Regions from separate parts of the Mus musculus genome. Here region 2 is linked to region 1. The links are chromatin contacts, called in public promoter capture Hi-C maps. All regions are on one chromosome and are shown on one strand. The core of a region is the stretch at or near the end of the contact, and the rest is flanking DNA. Distances in the headings are between cores, read along the strand shown. Region 1 holds the start of Ptp4a2 (protein tyrosine phosphatase 4a2). Region 2 holds the start of Laptm5 (lysosomal-associated protein transmembrane 5).

Region 1 (5,486 bases), core at 1,470-3,969:
TAGCCTCACATGGGGGCTGGGAGGATTAATAAGCTAATGGCACTTGGAGTGCTTCAGCAATGGCCCTGGATAAACTCAGGGTACTTATGTGTGAAGCTCACTGCCAAGGTGGTTTGGGTTTAATAAGGCACCCGCAGCCCGGTTCCCGCTCTGTTTATGGTGGGGAGGAAGTAAAACTGCCTTGTAACCTTCTCTGGAAAAACTAGGTTTGAGAGGCTTGTATACCTCTTCACTGGCCTACGGGTAAGGCGCAGTGATGGTGACCCTGTGGTCTCGTATAGGTGGGCGCCCGAGGTCTCGGTAGGCTTTCCAGCGCACTCTGCGGGACACCAATTAGTGACGGAAGTCAGAGACTAACACGATTATCTGGGCCCCAGAGGCAGACAAACCCGGGCCAAGTTCTGCCTCTGACGTTTCATTTCTCTAAGCCTCTATTCTCTTTTAAAATGAGTTAATAATACCTTCTTCACAGGGTTATTTAGAAACATAAGTCTGGTAATTTATTTAAAAGCACCTTGCCCAGAGCTTGGAATAGAGTAGGTGCTTTTAAAAATGGCCATTAGTGTAGGTGTTGCTGTTATCCTCATGTTATGTTACTTACTGATATTTTAGGGCCCGGCTGAGAGCCAGGCGGTGGGAAATTCATTCCTTCAGCTATCTACTCATTTGCCCTAGTAGACCGGTCCTGCAGAGGAGAATCATGAAAACAGGCATTTATAGCATGTTGTACATACTATGGTAGGATGTGCATAATAAGGTGTTTTGAAGCCATAAATGAAGCATCCATAACCAGGAAATGCAGCCAAAGTTCTGCTGGGTGGTTAGTTCTTCCTCTCCAGTCTGTCCTTGGAGAGACGCTGCCTGAAGAAAGGCTGGGAGAATAATGCAGGCAACCCTTGCGCAGCCTTCACACCCTCTGCCAGGGGCCTTGATTCTAATCTCTAGACTCTCTTGCTCCTCAAGGCCTTTTAACTCCCACACAGCAAGGCCACACAGACTTGCCCTAAAATACCCCATCCTCCTGAGTTCTGCGCTGTGGCTGTAGGAGGCTGAGTCATTAGATCTTTCTTTTTAAAACTAAGTTCTAAAGGGCAGCTTCTGGTGAGGAGCGATGCTCCAGGACTGCCTCGTGGGAAAGGGCTAATGACCACTGACCACTGCATTTCCTCACAGGGCAAGGGCAGGATGAACACACTGGGGAGCGATAGCTCCAGGGGCATTCTCATTTCCTTGTAAGTGTCAATCCTGGGTGGGCGAGGGTTCCGTGCGGGATAGTGAGTATACACTTTTCTGCCCACTCCCATCTTGGGGAAATCTAACCCACTTCTCAGGCCAGCCTCCAGAGCCTTTTCCTGTTCCACTTGGCAATAGCCCAAACCAGCCTCCCAACTCACCGGGTAACCACATTTTCCAAACAAGAAATCAAGATGCATGAACTGGCTTATAACTTCTGGCCAGGTTTCAAAAGCAAAAGGCAAACAAAAACAAAACAAAACAACACAACACAAAAAACCTCCTTCCATTAGAGAATCTCTAAGATAATCTTCAAAACTGTTAAAATCCAACTCAAACTTTTTTTTTTTTTTGAGGCTCCCAAGAGTTGAATTTAGGGCCTCACATGCAAGGCAAGCTTTTCCCAGAGTTCTATTCCCAGTTCCAATTCTAGAGGTGCTTTCTTTCTGTAGACCAGGCTGGCCTTGAACTGGGTTTAAAGGCATAGGCCACCACCGCCAGACTTTTTTTTTTAATCACGCCCATTCTTCATACTTTATTTAAGTATTGAAGAGTATCTGTGCTGTGAAGACAGTATTCCGCTTAATAGTTGAGAATACCTAGGAAAAAACTTTTTCCTTAATTCTGCATTTCCGTATCTAAAGAGTCTGTGTGTTGCTTGCCCGATAGAGGTCTGGGGAGCAGGGCAGAGAGACTTCGCAGAGATGTTCGAGGCCTCCAGGAAGGACAGCCAAGTATAAGGTACTCGGTTCCCCACTTCTGAGCTGGAAATCCCCGAGCTCAGGCCCCGGTTGCCGCCCAGTCCCAGTCCCAGACCCAGCGGGATCTGGCTCGAGGCGCCTCCCGGGATCCGGAATCCGCCCGCGACCTTGCGGGTCACTGGGTGGCCAGAGGCGCTAACTTAGACCCAGGTGCGGATGGGCGAGTCGCAGAGTGGGCGGGCGCTTCCCTCAGCCACGTTCGTCACCCCGCTACCCCCACCCCGCGCCGGTCACATGTATACGCCTTCCGTCGCCCCCAGTGCCGAGCGCAGCAAGCCACGCGGAGGCGGAGCGCGGGAGGCGCCCAGGGCAGTGGGTCAAAGCTCTGTAGGCAGAGTGGGTGGGGCCAACCGCCGCGAGCCGCCGGCAGCCAATCATCGGTTCCGAGGGCGTGGCTGCGCCGCGCGCGCCGCGCCCCGCAGCGCCCCCTGAGGGGCGGCGGCGGGAGCTGGTCCGGCTGCGCGCGCAGCGGTGGTGGCGGCGGCGCGATCGGCCGGGCTGTAACCGTCGTTCGTCCGGGAGCGGCTGGAGCGGCAGCAGCGGCCGGGCACGGCGCGAGGCGACGCCAGCGGGCAGCGGCGGTAGCGGGGGCAGCGGCGGCAGCGGGGGGGGAACACAGCGGCGGTCGCGGCAGCAACAGTAGCAGCAGCAAGACGGACTCGTGGACACGCGCCGCCGCCGCCGCCGCCGGGCCGGGCCGGGTGTCGCGCGCCGAGGCTGGGGGGGAGTCGTCGCCGCCGCCGCCGCCGCTCCCGCCGCCGCCGCCGCCGCCGAGGTGACTGAGGAGAGAGGCGCCTCCTCGCTCCCGCCTCCGCCGGCCTTCAATGCCCAGTCCCCAGCTTGCCAGCGTGAGTGCGCCCCTCCCGGGCGGCCCCGCGCGGCGCCCGGGCCTCGGGCAGGGGAGGGCGGGAGGCGCCGCTGCCATTAGAGCAGGCCCGAGACACGTCCCCGGAAGGAGGGCCGGGCCGGGCCAGGGGCGGGGAGCGCGGCTCGAGGTGGGGTGAGCGAGCGAGAGAGCGAGAGAGCGTAGAAGAATGCGGGAGAAGGTGCGTGTGCGGGCAGCATGTGTCCTTGTGGGGGCGAAGGTGTGGTGAGAGCGAGTGGGGACGAGGAGGAGCGTGGCGGACTAGGTGGTGTGCAGGGGTGCGCCTGCGTTTGTCCGGCGCGTGAGCACAGGCATCCTGGAGGCCCCTTGGTCTTTGTGTTGATAGGGAACCCTTCGCGTCCAGGGACTTAATTCACTCAAGCGTGGGATCCCTGAGTTGCAGTCAAGTAAGAGAAAAGGGTCTGAGTCTCCCGTGACGCTGATCTCTGGCGTTCTTTCCCCTTTTCGTAAAAATGTATTGTAAATTTATGAATTTCCAGAGATGTCTTTGCCATCCTCCCCACCCCCATTTCCCAGCGCTAACCATCCAAGCTTGACTCTTGTCCCGGAGTCTGAGTTTTAGCCGGTAAAGTATTCGGAAGCGTAAACTTTTTTTTTTTTGGCAAATGCTCAGTGTTGAGGTCAAGGCTATTTAATGAGGTAAGCCGCGGTATCTTTTATCTGTGACTCTCTCGTATCCTTCTGCAGAAAAGCGCCTAAGAAACGGTCATAAATATCGATAAAGTGCCATAGTTTAGTTTCTGCCCTTGGATTTGTCACGAAGTATAAAGTGACTAATCTAGCGTCATTGTAGGCATTCAGCAAATGTTTCAGTTTGGAGTCGCTATTGCTGGATTAGTATATGGTATTTACTTGCTTCCCCGCTCTGTGTTACTGAGCTGTTTCAGACAGGAAGTGAGAGAAGTTGAGCCTTGTTAGTGTGCAAGAGGAAACTAAGACTATAGAAGAACTCACATTATCAGAGCTTCGTTTTTTGATCCTGACACTCTTAGTTTTGGATCGGATGATCGGAAAGAATTGTTAATGGACTTTTTCTATGGGGGATGCAGAAGAAGTTCTTTTGTTTCATTTGTTTTATTGGACTTTTAGAAGTTCCAAATAGGTTCTTGATTTGGTATCATCTCAAATGCTTCATAACAGGTTGGCTTTGAACTCTGATCTTCCTGCCTCAAGTCTCTCCCAAGTGTTAAAGGTATAGGTATATAAGTAGGCTGAGTTGGGGATTTGAGATGAACTGTTGATAAAGATTTTCTGTTTAATGATGTAATCATAGAAGGTAATTGGAAATAAGTGAGTAAAACTGAGCCTGGTGGCAGAGGTCTGTGATCTCAGCTCCTCGGGCATCAGAGGCCAGAGGATGGAAGGTTTCAGGGGCAGTTTGTGAAACTTTGTGAGGCCTAAATCTCAAAATAGTAAAAAAAAAAAAAAAAAGGAGGGGGGGTGTTCAAAATAGTAAAAGGGATCTGAGGATAGCTCTGCCGTAGAGCACTGCCTCGTACAAAGAAGAACTCAGTTTAATTCCTAGTGACACTACTACAAAAAAATGTTGGGAATAAGGAAAGTTAAAAAAAAAGGTGGTTCTTTGTGATAGTGGGTATAGAATTACAACAAAATTCAATATGAAGTTATCTATCATAGTTCTTTTGAGGTCAGGTCTCATCCTGTAGCCTGGCCTGGAACTTAACTGCTGGCCTGACATTTGTGGTATTCTTGCTGCAGCTTTCCAGCTGCTAACATGGCAGGCATGACCCCACTAAGCTTGGGTAGAAATGAATGGTGTATTCTTAGTGTGTCCTCTCAGAAACTGGCATCCCCTGCTTGAGAGGCAGAATTGTCTTTTCCTGGGAGGTGGGAGTGATTAGTAATAAGTGCTGCTATGCTTCAGGTGCCTTTAATATTCATTTATCACGCCACGAAGGGGAGGTTAGCCTTGTTGGCATTTGTTTGGCAGGCTTTTTGAGATGCTTCTGTTTGTTTGCTAGGCACTGGGGGTTTGGTGATGTGCCCCCTGGACTTAGTGAGATAAGAGACGCATGGGCAGCAGGCACTTTGTTCAGTAGCTTGTCCCAGGTCACACAGATGATAAGAATTGGATTAAAAATGTTTAAGGTCATTTTTCCAGAATACCAAACCATTCTCTCAGTAGCATATCTGATTTTGAAATTTCTCATCCTTAGAATGACCTAGCAGTTTGCACACAGGAGAGCTGGGGAAGCCAATGGAGAGGACAAGTGCCTTTGAGGCAAGAGGATGGTTGGAGGAGATGCTGACTTGAGGCATGTGGGGTCCTAAGCTAGGCTTTCATGCGGGAGGAGGAGAGTGCCTTGAAACTGTCTTGGGGCCCCAGGGTGTGTGCTTCGAGACAGTTTTTATGAGGCACCTGGGATGTGTCTGGGAGGAAAGTCTGATTAAAGAAATGTAGCAGACTTTTATGCTTGGGAATTTTGTTTGTTATTGGGGGGGAATTTATTGGAGCAGAGGAGTCAACTGAAGTTACCACTTTTTTAAAAGTTTTTCTCTTGGGATGTGCAGATAATTAAGTCAAGAGATGGCAAATCACATGTAAGAAAATTCACTTGAAAGTACTTCGTTAATTCTAAGTTGAA
Region 2 (5,486 bases), core at 773-3,272, 1.1 Mb after region 1:
CATGATTTGTGTCTGTCCATCACCTTTCCAGCCATCAGATCCCAGGGGCCTTGGGGTTTCCCAGAAGTGCTCAGTTCTACTCCAGGGCATCCACCCTGGTCCCTCTGCTGCTCTCCTTACCCAGCTGGAAGTTGTCAGGATTCGAACCCAGGCTACGAGTCCTTTTATGTCAGGGCTCAGCAAGACTTTTGAAGAAGAAAGTGACTTTCAAATGAAGTATTGAAGGGATGACCAGGTCTGCCAGGAGCTTGTGTGTGTGTGTGTGTGTGTGTGTGTGTGTGTGTGTGTGTGTAAGCCAGGTGTTGACTCTGAGTGTCTTTCTCAATGGCTCTCCATATTAGTTTTGGAGACAGGTTCTCTCACTCAACCCGGAGTTCACCTACCGGATTGCAGATGGGCCACCTTACCAAGCCAGCACACGTGTGCTGGGAACCTGAACTCAGGACCTCAGGTCCTCAAGCTTGCTTGGCAAATACTCTATCGATTAAGCTATCCCCCCAGTGCTCAACCTGCCTGATTTTGTTGCCCTGACAGGACAACTCTTTTCAAGATGAGTATGCTGGGGGCCGTTTCTAATCTCTCCTGGGGCAAAAAATGCTGTGGTGTCCAATCCAAACTCCACAGTGTCACAGGACACCTGCTTGGGGCTTCCCACAGGTCTGAGCAAGGGCTTCTTGTCCCTTCCTTTATTGCAGCGTGGGTCATTTATCCCCTGAGACATCAGGGAAGAGTCTTAAGTCAGGGAAGAGTCTCAAACTTACTAATTCCAACGTTTCTTAGAGAGTGGGGAAGAACGCACAATCCCAGGTTTCTGTCTCGAGGGACCCTGCAAAGCGGGTTCGGCCAGGGGTCTCCCAGATCTCCTCCAGGGGTTACAGACCACAAGAGAAAGAGCCTATTACAGGGGCCTGGTACACACTCATGCCTATGGCTTCCCATGTGACAATTCTTCAGAGCCCAGAGTGAGGAGGAGATGGAGATGTGTGAGAAGCCCAGCTTCAGGGAGGGCCTCTAGGGCAGCGGTTCTCAACCTTCCTGGTGCTGTGGTCCTTTAACACAGTTAGTTCCTCATGCTGTGGTGATCCCCACCCATAAAATTATGTTTTGTTGCTACCTCATAACTGTAATTTTACTTCTGCTATGAGTTGTAATGTAAATATCTGATATCCAGAATATCTGATATGTGACTCCCATGAAAGGGTCGGCCGACCCCTGGACAGGTTATGATCCACAGGTTGAGAATTACTACTCTAGAGGCAGTTGGCCTCCGTTCCAGTTCCCACTCCTTTTTAGACTATCTTGGTGACTGCAAGGGAGAAATGGCTTCATCCTGTGCCTCAGTTTTTTCATCTGTGCAATGGGGATAAGAATAGCACCTCCTCCTGGGAAGTGACAGTATTCGCCTTTAATCCCAACACTTGGTAGGGAGAAGCAGGCAGATCTCTATAAGTTTGAGGCCAGCCTGCTCTACAGAGTGAGTTCCAGGACAGCCAGGGCTCTACAAAGAAACCCTGCCCCCCCCCTCCCCCCGCAAACCAAACCAAATCAGACCAGACCAAACCAAACCAAACCAAACCAAACCAAACCAACAGTCCCTCCCTGGAACAGCCCAGGTAAGGAGCTAAGCTTCACAGGATCTCGAAGGAGCAGTTTACTGACAGCTACTGTTTTTACAACCAGACACATTTGAGTTTGAATCCTTCCATTAGAACTACTGTTTGATTAGGGACAGATTTCCATATCGGATTCTTTTTCTAGAAAAGGGCTTCTAGGGCGGTGTTCAGCATCCAGGAAGCAGAGTGCATATAAATGCGGAGCCCAGCCCTGGTGAAGCATTGGAGCCCCTGGGAGTGGTAGATGCCTCAGTCGGGCTCCCTGTGACCCCCCCCCCCCTTCCCTCCCCTGCAGCTGCTACAACCCAGACTTACAGACCTGGCCCCTACCGTCTGAGGGCAAGGCGGAAGTGAGGCAGGCAGCCTGTGGCTTCCTCTTTTTTGTTCTGCTGTGGGCCCAAGACTCCTTACTCAGAGCCTCCGAAGAGGGGACTGCGCACCATGGCCTCCCGTGCAGCGCCGGTCAGACAGACATGCTGTTGTTTCAACATCCGAGTCGCCACCATAGCCCTGGCCATTTACCACATAGTGAGTATTGGGGAGTCTGGGGTGTTTGGTGTGTGTGTGTGTGTGTGTGTGTGTGTGTGTGTGTGTGTGTGCGTGAGGACACACTGAGACCTTCCAACTGGGGGATTGCTACCTATTACTTGTCTGTGGGACCCTGGACAAGCCCTGTGCTACTCTGGGCCTTAGTAGTTCCCTGTGGAGTTGAACAGAATAGTGCCCTTTTGGTTGTGGCTGTGCAAAGAGAAAGGCAGGCTGGCAACGGGGAGGAGTGCAGGTTGGGATTGTTCCAGGATGCCAAGCTCCACACAGGCCCGGGTGTAGGGCTTTCTGGGCCCTTTCCTAGTCTGGGGTCTGGGTTTACCTTTGGACTTCTACTGGGAACCAGCGACTGCTTCCTCTCAGCTCACAGCTCAGTCAAGCTGCCACCTTCTCCCTTCAAGGATGGCTTAAGCTTTGTGGCTGGGGAACTGCTTGGGGGTGGTGGGGGGCAGCCAGCATGTCACAGTGGCTGTCATTGTCACAGTGTGACCCCAGGTCCAGTCTTAGTGACCAGGGATAAGGCTCTCCCTTTGGAGTGGCCTAAAGTTGGAGTCTCTGTTCTCTTCTGCTGGGATTTACCCCTCACCCCCTGCCCCTGGCCACACTTAGCTCTCTGAGGCCCAAACATTTCTTGGCTTCAGTGACTCAGACAGAACCTGTGGCTAACAGCTCTCCTGGGCCTGGAAGAGCTTCCTCAAAATCAACCTAAATCCGTAGGCTGCTGCGCAGAGCCTGGTGACATCTGCTTCCGGCCACAGGCCGTGTGGCACCAGGCAGTGGTACAAACCAGTTCTGTCCTGAAGCTCTTGTGTGCACCTCCCTGCCCCCCTCCCCCATTCCCAGCCTTTGCTGTGCAGTCTCACATGACTTGTTGAACCTCTCTGAGCCTGTTTCTTTAGATCAAAACAGAAGATGAGGATGATAAGAGCTGTGTGTTGGGTGGCTGTGTGGGTGAAGTTGATATCTATAAAGCATGAGGGACATGTGCAACATGGTCCCCTGCCTTTCCATGAGTGTGTCTTGACCCACCTGTCCACCGAAAGCAGGGGTTCTCAACCTTCCTAATGTTGCGACTCTTAAATACGGTCCCTCACGTTGTGGTGACCCCACCCTCCCCAACCGTAACATTATTTTCATTGCTACTTCATAACCATAATTTTACTACTGTTATGAATCATAATGTAAATATATTTTTAGATAAAGAGTTGTCAAAAAGGTCTCAACCCATAGGTTGAGAACCACTGTTCTAGGGCCTGGCATGGGGGATGGGGAGACTCAGAGTCTGTCCTGTACAGCCTCAGCCAGCACAGGAGCTGAGAGGGGCGGTGGCACTCTGTCTCGGCATCAATTCTTTCAGATTGTCATTGCTGAGATAGCACACCATTCTGGGAAGGACGTGACAAGGGTCCTTATGCCAGCTCTGCCAGAGCCAGCTGTTTGAGCTCCTGGGAAAACCCGGCTTGGGGCTTGCTTCCCTATCTAAAGTGGAGACCAGGGGCTGTGGATGGGATCTTTGAACTTAGACGTTTGCAGTATGCTGGAGGTGGGGGTGGGTCACTAAGTGGCTTCAGTGGGGTGGAGGGGCTTGCGGTCGCTGGAACCCTTGCTCCATCTGCTCTGGTGGCTCTGCTCCTGTCTTGCAGAGAAATGTTTCCTGTCTGATTGGCTGGCATCTCAGAAGAGCATAAACATATTAAAAAGTAAATAAACCTGGCAGGCTGCATCGTGCAACCATTGGGTTTTCTTTTTATTCATGCGGTCTAAGCACCTCAGCTGTGGGTGCATGAGTGATGTCCCGTTTCCATAAAGATCAGGACACTGTGGGTCAAGCGATCAGGGAAGGCTTCCTGGAGTGAGTGTCACAGGTGGGGATACTGTAGTGTGGGAGGGGGAGTGTGGATGAGGAGCTGGTGTGCCCGAGGTATGCCAGGTTCCGGACCCTACTGAGACAGTTGGTGGGGGGAGGAAGTGACTTTGTGTGAAGTTGAGCCTTTGAGCCTTTCCTCTGGTGCTCCAGTGTTATTTGGGGCTTGGTCATTCTTTGCATTGTGTTAAGAAGGTCACCTCCTAGCCACCGTTCCAGGTCCCTAGACTTTGAGCCATGATTGTGCAGTCTGCAAAACCACTGCGTGGTATGTGAGTCATTCAGAGCCATGGAATGTTGTAGAGCCGCGGGGTAGGGGTATAAGAAAGAGCAGAGAAGCCTGAAAGTCAGATACCCATCCCAGGGACTGGGTTAGAACACACAGATGATCTTCCTACCTCCTTGGCCAGAGGCGCTTTTCCACTTCCATCAGGAAAAGGGCTGGGGGTTGGAGGGGGGCTTTCCTTTGGCACAGCAGGTGGGTGCCAGGTGTGCCAACAGGACGTCAAACATCTGGTAGAAAAAAGAGAAGCCACCACCAGATGTACCAGTCACTCATGCTGCCGTCATCTGGAGCCAGCCATGGGTGACTTCTCTGTACGTTGAGAGCTATTTGTGCACTTGGTCCCTGTGGGGAGGATTAAATTGGGCCATTGACGACCGAGATGGGGCCACGCTTTGTGGAACTGTAGGGTGCAGTTACAGGAAGATCCTACCTGGCCAACGGGTTTGTGCTCGGATGCTCCAGGCCCCCGGCTTGCCTTGGGCACAGGGGAATGAGAGCAGGGTCCCTGGATGGCCTCTGAGTTCTTCCTTGTGTCCTAAGTTGGTGGCAGGAAGGGAGAGGGGGCACTGGCCGGTCTTTTAGTAGAGAAATTCCTGGGCTCTCTCTTGCTGGGTTCCTGCTTCTCTTCCTGATATTGGGGTGGGGGTGGGGTGGGGCTGGTACTTGCGGTGACCAGAGAAATCTACACAGACTCTTAGGTGGAAGGGGCAAGCTACCACCAGAGAGAGTGGGGATGAATGGGCAGTCACTAGCCGGGAACTGTAAAAGGTCTATTTTCCCCTCACTTTTCTGAATTTGCCTTCTTTTCTTTCATGTCTTTGAGGCCAGGTCTTGCTATGCAGCCCAAGCCGGCTTAGAACTCACTCTCCTGCTTCAGCCTCCCCAGGTCTGTGTTTCCAGGCACACACCACTGAAATATTTCTCTCCCCTCTCTTCTTTCCTTTATTGTGATACTAGGAAGGGTGGGACCAAGGGCCTCAGGAGTACCAGGGAAACCCACCAGCACACTCCCACTCCTCTTTCTATTTTGACACAGCGTCAGCTAAGTTGCCCAGGCTGGCCTAGAACTTGTGGGCATCCTGCTTCAGCCTTCAGAACCTCTGCATCACAGGCCAGCCCACGAGGCTCAGCACGAAGACTGCTTTTTAAAGCAAGCATTTTGTTTTCAGGACAGTTT

What was found. Promoter capture Hi-C pulls out the DNA fragments that hold promoters and counts their contacts.
Region 2: a contact with region 1 is called in a promoter capture Hi-C map of pre-B cells, with 3 times the contacts expected there. The contact joins the promoter of Laptm5 here to the promoter of Ptp4a2 in region 1. A contact is called at or near these places in 2 of 39 promoter capture datasets (the C10 cell line and pre-B cells) and 1 of 484 Hi-C or Micro-C datasets (the G1E-ER4 cell line).

The regions. Positions count from the first base shown.
Region 1 is chr4:129,817,760-129,823,245 of GRCm38.p6, forward strand. Ptp4a2 (protein tyrosine phosphatase 4a2) reads left to right here and starts at 2,720. Exons shown (of 6, transcript NM_008974.4): 1 at 2,720-2,842.
Region 2 is chr4:130,911,294-130,916,779 of GRCm38.p6, forward strand. Laptm5 (lysosomal-associated protein transmembrane 5) reads left to right here and starts at 2,023. Exons shown (of 8, transcript NM_010686.4): 1 at 2,023-2,141. The coding sequence starts at 2,055. It overlaps Gm38599 (a long non-coding RNA gene), which reads right to left and starts at 2,599. Exons shown (of 5, transcript XR_001784452.2): 1 at 2,482-2,599.